Linked DNA regions of Danio rerio: all the other regions are linked to region 3. A link is a contact called in public HiCAR-type and HiChIP or PLAC-seq data. All regions are on one chromosome and are shown on one strand. The core of a region is the stretch at or near the end of the contact, and the rest is flanking DNA. Distances in the headings are between cores, read along the strand shown. Region 1 holds the start of ppm1bb (protein phosphatase, Mg2+/Mn2+ dependent, 1Bb). Region 2 has its middle 21 kb from the start of ppm1bb. Region 3 holds the start of six2b (SIX homeobox 2b).

Region 1 (3,231 bases), core at 486-2,985, 180 kb after region 3:
ATGTTACATCGGCATCACAAGAAATCTACATGGTAGACGTGTGCATCAGTTCCTGCCAGTGCTTCAGTGCCTGTCACAGAACTGGACGGACTTTAAGGAAGCCACTGAGCAAACAAAGAGGTCCCCTCATCTGCTTTTCTTACAGTCATCTTACACACTTGTCCAAACCCATCCTTTAGCAATCAGCATCAGATAAAGAACTGCAAGCTCAGCACTTTCCCTGAAAGGCAGACTGGGTCAAAGTTTCACTCAGTGTACAATCACGATAAAGAAAGTGCGTTAACTGCTGTCGTCACGTCTGCTGTTGTACGATCGGTTTAACAAGTGATGACCAAAGCATTTTATCTACAGTTATAATCAGACCTTTAATCTCTCAGCAGATGAACTCAGTGTCAAAGTTTGAGTTGGTCTATAGCATCACAATTGTCTTTACTGCCAATTTTGATCAACGATGTATCTTTTCTAAATACAAATTGAAAAAGAAGCAAATCTAAAACTTTTAAATGAATTAAGACCATGTCTGTCTAAAAAAATTTAAAATACAGCAATAAGCCCATAAACAGTAGCCCCAAGTGGGGTTTAATTCTACTGTTAAAAAAAGTGTGGAGATGAAAAAAAAAATCAACAGAAATTATATGCTTTTCCAACAATCTGCATCAGGAAATAAAATGAATGTGCAAATGCCACAAAACAAGAGTGACTCTTGAAGGCAGACAATGTTAGAGATCTATAAACGTCTCCAACTATATAGCCACTATCATTCAATCTTTGGCTACTCGTGAAGTGAATTGATGTGAATTTAACAAAGTATGAATCACATTTTCTTGTATTGCAGCAAATACTAGCTATTTAGCAAACCTTGCAATGTATCAACAGCCTCAACGACAATAGCTCAGCGTGAATCTCAGCTGAAATACAATAAGGCAAAAGTAAGCAGCTACCACAATGCATGGAAAGGCTAACATGAGCCAACACAGTTGTAGGTTAAAAGGACAAACGAAGCGTCAAATGTGAGAGGGAAAAGCTTTAAACATGTCAGAGAAACAGAAGGAGAGGTGATTACATAATGTACTGAATTCTTCCTAACAGTAAGCACGAGCCGACGGGATTATTTGTGACGCGCACTTGTTTGTCTGTCGCCGCTACGGGACAAACAAAAGCAATAAAACTCCGAAGCCACACACAATAACAACAACAACAACAGCGTTTCTTTGTTATATCAAAACGGAGAAGTGGGCGTTAATGTCAGTCTAATGTCGTTAGAGCCTCGCTAATGTGTCAGTCCGCTCGTTACACAACAAGCCTCGTACTTAGCAATGAAATCACGCGCAGGCTCGCGCTGGTTAGCTTAGCACGAGCACTCGTCGAGCAAACCCGAGGCCCACACGACCCCATACTTACATTTCCAGATATTCTGCGGATGTCAGCGGTCGTTCCCACTTCGGACTCTCGGCTGCGGGTGTTTTCGGGGTCGATATACCTGTCGCTTCCTTTAAAAACAAACAATCAGAGTGACTTCACGTGAGAAGCGATCATTCCGTTCACGGCGATTCTCTGCTTTGATAGCGTGAATTTTTGCGCATGTTTGACGCCAACGCTGATGTTCCCTGAACAAATCTGTCCACTTATTGGCTGAATCTGTCTAAATCTCGTATCAATATGTGATCATGGTGTGGGATAAATCATTACATAGATCCGAATAATCAGCTTCTGTAGGGAGGCCAAGATATCCTTCGGTTCAGAGTCTTGTGCGTCTTGATGGAGGGGAGGGATAATTTCTTCAAGTGGCTCGATGATTGGCCGAAGCTCTACAAGGCGTGTTTGCTAATTGGATTATTTCGCTGACAGCTAAGGCTACATATGGCCAATCCCGCGATTTGATTGGCTCTCGGTTTGTCATTTACCGTCACGAAGCTTGAACTGTAGTTTGTTTTACGCACAAAACGCATCGCAGCGTCCGTCTCGAGGGGGACACAAGGGTCATGTTTGGGGCGACGTATTTTTAATGACAGCAATAAAACACCATTAGGTTAGTAATTTAACCGTTGGTTGGAAATATTGATGTTATATTGTAATTATTGCTAATTCTATAATCATTATTTAGTTCTTATACTATAGTTTTATGTGTGTGCATGTGTATGAGGAATGATTTTAAACTATTTTTTACCTATCAAGAACACAATTATTTAAAATACAGCATAAAACAATGTAATTGAAGTAAAATACAGTGATTGTGAAGTATACATTAACTATGATCCGAAATATAAAGCCTTAACATCACACAGAACAGCTGAACTGATAGGGGTCAGAACTAATTATTTATGTATTTTATTTATTTAATTTTAGCTACATTGTTTTATACTAATATTAAAGTGCAGCTCTAAAATATTAACTATCATTTTAATTCTTCATACATAGTAGTTATCCTTCAAACCTTAACGTTTCTCAGGTAGAAGTTGTTAATAAAAATACATTATAATAATAAAATGCAGTATGATTAATTATTAGGCTACAGATTACAAGTACGTTTACATAAATAAATCTGGTACATTAAATGACGATGGAACATTAATTCACCCTATTTTTTACAAAAGCTATTTGAAACGTTAAAATATACATTGCTCACATTTTATATGCTTTCTCTGTATTTACTTCTATAAATTTACTTTCATGTGGACACCAAATGGGATGTCTCATATCCTGTATAAATATTTGTTTCTTTTTTTTACTTTAACTCTAACACTGTACCTTTTAGTTTAATCATGGGATTTTTATAATTGCTCTTTCAGATGCAATTAGACCAGTTCTACTGGTTGCATCTTGGTTTAGGGCAAGACAAAAGCTTAGCTATATGCAATTATATGGGCAAATTAAATTTAGCTAGGAGTAAATCTTCATCAGGAAGTAGAACACAATAGATTCATTGTCTTTTTTAGGTGGACCTTTGGGATTTCAGTAGTAAACAGTAACATTTTCATTTCCACATTCCTTCATCACTTATAGCAGGGGTCACCAATCTCGGTCCTGGAGGGCCAGTGTCGCTGCAGGGTTTAGCTCCAACTTGCCTCAACACACCTGCCTGGATGTTTCAAGTATACCTAGCAAGACATTGATTAGCTTTTTTAGGTGTGTTTGATTAGGGTTGGAGCTAAAATCTGCAAGTTTGGTGACCACTGACTTATAGCAAGTTTGTGTTTTATAGCACAGGTTTGTTAGACCTTTCGCAGTCCA
Region 2 (2,883 bases), core at 238-2,737, 200 kb after region 3:
TCCATTTTGCCACTATAGGAAGAGGAAATGATCGTTCATCCATGTCTTAATCTCAGGAATCATAATAGATATCAAAGATTTTTTAATGTATAAAATGTGGGTTGGGTGGTGTGGCGGTGCAGGGGGTAGTGATGTCGCCTCACAGCAAAAAGGTTGCTGGTTCAAGCCTTGGCTGGCTCAGTTGGCATTTCTGTGTGAAGTTTGCATGTGCTCCCCGTGTTCGCATGGGTTTCCTCCGGGTGCTCCAGTTTCTCCCACAGTCCAAAGACATACGGTACAGGTGAATTGGATTACAGTAGCTAAATTGTCCGTACTGTATGTCTGTGAATGAGAGTGTATGGGTGTTTCTCAGAGATGGGTTGCAGCTGGAAGGGAATCCGTAGCGTATAACATGTGCTGGATAAGTTGGTGGTTCATTCCGTGTGGCGGCCCCTGATTAATAAAGGGACTAAGCCGAAAATAAAATAAATGAATGATAAATGTGGTTGTTAAAATAATAAGCAATCACAAAACCAAGTAGTGAAAAAATAAAATTTAAAAAGCAGAGGGCCCAAAACTGAGCCCTGGGGCACAAAATAAAATTGATTGTGGCAACTGATAAGAATGTCTTTAGTTTTAACTTATCGAAGAAATGCTCATTCATTCATGTCTTAATCTGAGAAATACAGTCTGAATGACAACCCATACTAAACATTTTGATTTTGGTGGCTTAAAAATAGTAATGAAGGCCGAGCAATCACAGAAATAAACATTAAAAAGCAGAGGGCCAAAAACCAAGCCCTAAGGGACCCCTGTACAGCTCCTGTCACAGACCTACAAACACCCATGGAGACAATGTGGAAACAGGAAGCAAAATAAGATTTAACCCATGCAGGAAAAAAAGGGTTTGGGGTATTAATTTCATTTTCCCTATACCCAGTATACTTTTTTTGTGATTTTATGAATCACAACGAACCAAAAGCAAGAAGGTTAATGGTTCGAAGCCCGGCTGGGCCAGTTGGCATTACTGTGTGAGGTTTGCATGTTCGCTTGGGTTTCCTCCTGGTGCTCCAGTTTCCTCCACAGTGTAAAGATATGCGCTACAGGTGAAAGTGTAAATAAAATTTGTCATAATGTATAAGTGTGTGTAAATGTGAGAGTGTATGGGTGTTTCCCTGTACTGGGTTGTGGTTCAGGAATAGTTGACAACGGTGGCGACCCCTGATAAATAAGGGACTAAGCCGAAGGAAAATGAATAATGAATCAAAAATAAAATTCTTGGATATCCTGAGGGTGAGTGAATTAACAGCCAATGTATATTTTTATGTGAACTACCCCTTTAACACTTCAGCGTGACGGCGACTCAGATGCTCACAGGAGGATGTTTTGAGCGTTTCACACACTCTGCGTAAAGCATTGCGCTCACAGGCGGTGTAGCCATTAGCCTGGCTGTGGACCAGCAGACCTGTCACCCTGGTTTAATGTGCCTCACTGGACCAGTTTGTGGGGGGGAGATGCAGCGATGGGCACTTCTTAGCAGGAGCACAGCTGAAGCAGCACAGGCTGAGGGTTAATAGCATCTGCGCCTGAATGTCAGGAACACACACCGTCACCCTCTCAGCTCAGAGGCTCCCGATGACAATGTCAGCACTGATTTACATGAAATTCTCCATGTGCTAATTGAATGATCTCTAACCATCCACTCAAGCACCTGGGCAGAGCTCCAGCGGGCCGCTCATCTTCCTCTGCGGTGGAGCTCCGGTATGTCCTACTTTACTGTTTAATGACCCTCTGATGGAGAAAGGCTATGCCAAACAGCAAACAAAAGCAAGAGCTTTAAAACCCAGCATGACCCAGATGATGCCCCCCTCTGTGGCCGTTCTCATTGTTCTGAAAGAAGCCTTCATTTGCATAATAAATGAAACAGCAAGAGAGTGTGCCTCCTCACCGGAAAACACTGCCTGTAACCGCACACTGCAAATGATCTCAATCATAATCCCATCTTCATCCAAGGCTTCGCTTGAGTTGGTGGGAACACACAAATACACTTCCATATATGATATGAGAAAGTATCCATATGTTCACACGCATACATACACACACACACACACACACACACACACACATACCTATGTCTGTCTGTCCGTCCGTCCGTCCGTCCGTTTCAGGTTGTTTTTCCCTTTGTATTTTCCTCTCTGTAATATAGGCTGATTTTAGGCTGATTGTGGGTTTGTCTGGAGAGGCGGCATGTTGGGGTCACATACAAAAAAAGACATTTGGTAGAAATCATCCAAACCTGAATAGAAGGTGAAAGTTTGTTTGCTCTTTGGACAGGTCCATTGTTTTCTCATAGTCACTCCTTTTATCTTTAAGCCAGTCGTTCTCCTCATTGCTCCCTCTTTTTGAAGCTCTATAGTGAATGTTTCCACTCAAATATATGCAGGCCTCTGCCATGGAGCGACCACTGGTTTCTGTGTGTGTGTCTGTCTTTTTTTCCTGAAGGAGAAGAAATTGCTGCAGATGAGGCTTTTACAGTTAGGAGGTTCAGAAACGTTGGACCTTGATGCTCATATGGGAAAAACAGTTTTGCATCCTGCCTAAATTTGATCATGTTCTTCTCCTTTTTTGGCATAAAATGTGTCAGAAAGGACAAAAATCAATAGCTTAGAGTAAAAAAAGTCTTGTTATATAATATATTCAGTTTAAAGGGTTAGTTCACTCTAAAATGAAAACCTTCATCATCATTCCAAAAGAATTGTGTTCTTCTCCAGAACACAATTGAAGATCTTTTAAATTAAATGGAAGAGATTTCTGTCCCTCCGTTGATCATGTTTTCCCAAAACTCAGATGCGTCAAAACGTCTAAGAAAATTCATGTGAATCATTCTAAAGGGAAAGGAAAAAG
Region 3 (2,805 bases), core at 271-2,770:
ATTGAGATGGGTGTGGGCTTTTTAACAAAAAGACACGTAAAATATACGTAACACAATATCCCACAATGCAAACGTGAAACATGCCATGCAAATGTGAAGGTTTTTAGGGGAAATACGTGACCACTGTTTCTGTATATTTCCATAGGCCAAGCTCAACTTATTTCTGCGTAGATATTTATGATGAATAAAGATATTACTTAGCTCTTTCACTTCTGTTATTTTTTATTTTTGAGAACACTCTTAGAAACAATAAAAGTTCTAATCTAAATAAATAAATAAATAAATATATATATATATATATATATATATATATATATATATATATATATATATATATATATATATATATATATATATATATATATATATATAGGCCCTATATTGTAAAATGGAAAGCTATTTGCTAAACCAAAATAACATCTTAGATTAGGTTTATCTATTATTATAATACTAAATAAGAGTAATTTATTATTATTATTATTATTATTATTAAGTAAAATAAACGTGCTGTATAGGCCTATGAAATCGAAAAAGGATTATTTACGTTTTGCTGTCATATGCAAACCAGCATCGAATTATTTTCCTGACTCGGTAAAGGTGGCATGCAGTATATTAGAACCTCATAAAACGAATTTGCAAAAATATCTCTGTCCCGCTGGAACCAAATGCTAGAATTACAATGTCCAGATGAAAAAGTACGCTGGAGTCGCGTTACATTCCAAAATAACTCGTCAGATACACGACACCAGAGACTTCTCGTCACAACTATCAATCCAGCAAACCTCCGGTGCCCGCCATCCATCACAAATAAAGTGATTCTTTTGAAATGACATTTAAACATTTACTCTACGTGTGCCATATTTACTTTATGCCTTTCTTTGCTTGTTTTGATGCTTCTTTTTTTAGTTATTCGTGTGTCGCCGTGCATTGCCATTCAAACAAGGGATCGTAAAATTAAACTATGTATTTTCAAAAAGATAAAAAAGCTCATTTAGGGTCAAAAACTTTACTTAGTAGTAAGCTTTCACTAAATAGCTATTCATTTCCATTATTTTGGTATTGTAATACAACAGTGTCTGTTTATGGAGTGTGTTGCGCGCACTCCTTCCCCTGAGGTATGACATCCAGTGCCACTCTATCTCCAAGAGGCAGGGTCAGTTTCTGCTACACAACTTCTCTCCACACTTGCCCGTATGACTCCCCAGGAGGATGCGCTTGCCGTGCTTACACACTGGCGAATCTGTAAGAGATATGATATCTAGAGGGCGGGCTGATAGCTAAGGACAGTCGAGGAAAGAATCTATTGCGCACGACTAGAGCGCGTAAAAATGAAATGATTAGCGCGTCATGATATTGCAACTAATGTAACTGAGCACTTACGCAAACTTGTTTAAGTGTTTTGCTTATTTTGCTTGATTTTTCTCTTTTTTTACTTTAAGATGATTTGAATCGCACTTTTTCATGGAAATGCATATCAAAAACTGAAATTCTTTAGTTGCGGAAGAATCATTGCATGAGTTTCCCAAGTGGATTTCGCCTTCAAACCAACGTTAAGAGTGGATAAGATACGCACAGGACATCGTTGCACTTAGCTATGTCTATGCCACCAACTTTTGGATTTACCCAAGAGCAGGTTGCCTGCGTGTGCGAGGTCCTTCAGCAAGGTGGAAGTATCGAACGTCTTGGACGATTTTTGTGGTCTTTACCAGCTTGTGAGCACCTTCACAAAAACGAGAGCGTATTGAAAGCGAAAGCAGTAGTAGCTTTCCACCGAGGCAACTTCAGGGAGCTCTACAAAGTATTAGAGAGCCACCAGTTTTCTCCGCACAACCACCCTAAACTTCAACAGCTGTGGCTGAAAGCTCACTATATTGAAGCGGAGAAATTGCGCGGTCGTCCTTTGGGCGCAGTGGGAAAATACCGCGTGCGCAGAAAATTCCCACTGCCTCGCAGCATTTGGGATGGAGAGGAGACCAGCTACTGTTTTAAGGAGAAGAGCCGGTGTGTGCTTAAAGAGTGGTACACCCACAACCCATACCCTTCCCCGAGAGAGAAGAGAGAACTGGCCGAGGCCACGGGTCTCACCACGACTCAGGTCAGCAACTGGTTCAAGAACAGAAGGCAGAGGGATCGTGCCGCTGAAGCCAAAGAAAGGTAGGAGAACTTATTGAGGCTTTTCGCTTTTTACTGTTCACCAAAATTATCATGTTTATACATAAAAAATGCATGCATTTATAAAAGCTATAAGTATTTTAGGTAAATAGCCTAATAATTACAAAACAATTTAATACATAACAAAATAATTACGCTTTAACCGCATTTGATGACATCAGTATGGTATTTAGGTTATTAAATGTATTGGTTTAAAAATGTACATTAGAAAAACTCTTTGAAAACAACTCAATTTAAAATAAAATATTTAGATATGACATGGCATTTTATAAATTAGTATAATTGGTGACATTATTAGGGCAACTGTTTCAGGTGATTATACAAAATTTAAAAACTATTTAAAAACAACATTTACATTAATATGACATCTGCATATCTTCGAAATCTTGTATAGCCGACGTGAAAAATGTAGCTATGAGCTTTCTTTGTAAAAACTACATAAATTTAGCAAATCATCGGTATAAACGGAGCTAAAGAAAGGATTTCCGTCAGTCGGAGATCTTTAATAGGCATATGACTGTTCAGCCTGATCTTACAAGGAAACGTAAGTATTTTAAGTTTTGGCAGTTTAGTGGCTAATTCTTATTGGACTGTTAGAGTTTAAAAGCATTTGCTCAAACTTTTGATATCACC

What was found. HiCAR-type assays count read pairs that join an accessible place to other places. HiChIP or PLAC-seq counts read pairs in DNA pulled down with a chosen protein or histone mark.
Region 1: an H3K4me3 HiChIP or PLAC-seq map of embryo shows a contact between it and region 3, with 5 times the contacts expected there. The contact joins the promoter of ppm1bb here to the promoter of six2b in region 3. A contact is called at or near these places in 1 of 18 Hi-C or Micro-C datasets (hematopoietic stem cells) and 1 of 4 datasets of contacts at active chromatin or transcription factors (embryo).
Region 2: a contact with region 3 is called in a HiCAR-type map of caudal fin, with 6 times the contacts expected there. The contact joins the enhancer-like site here to the promoter of six2b in region 3. A contact is called at or near these places in 6 of 18 Hi-C or Micro-C datasets (caudal fin, embryo, hematopoietic stem cells and 2 more) and 1 of 4 datasets of contacts at active chromatin or transcription factors (caudal fin).

What each region holds. Positions count from the first base shown.
Region 1 is chr12:27,219,748-27,222,978 of GRCz12tu, reverse strand. ppm1bb (protein phosphatase, Mg2+/Mn2+ dependent, 1Bb) reads right to left here and starts at 1,735. Exons shown (of 6, transcript NM_001007313.1): 1 at 1,402-1,735. LOC103911924 (a long non-coding RNA gene) reads left to right here and starts at 1,946. Exons shown (of 4, transcript XR_663065.5): 1 at 1,946-2,029.
Region 2 is chr12:27,198,840-27,201,722 of GRCz12tu, reverse strand. No RefSeq gene overlaps it. Among named protein-coding and RNA genes, the nearest start is that of ppm1bb, 21 kb to the left of the region's middle. Within about 2 kb of position 1,487, at least 7 of the 62 cell types and tissues checked have an H3K27ac peak or open chromatin away from gene starts, as enhancers often do.
Region 3 is chr12:27,399,119-27,401,923 of GRCz12tu, reverse strand. It overlaps six2b (SIX homeobox 2b), which reads left to right and starts at 1,520. Exons shown (of 2, transcript NM_001128734.1): 1 at 1,520-2,154. The coding sequence starts at 1,595.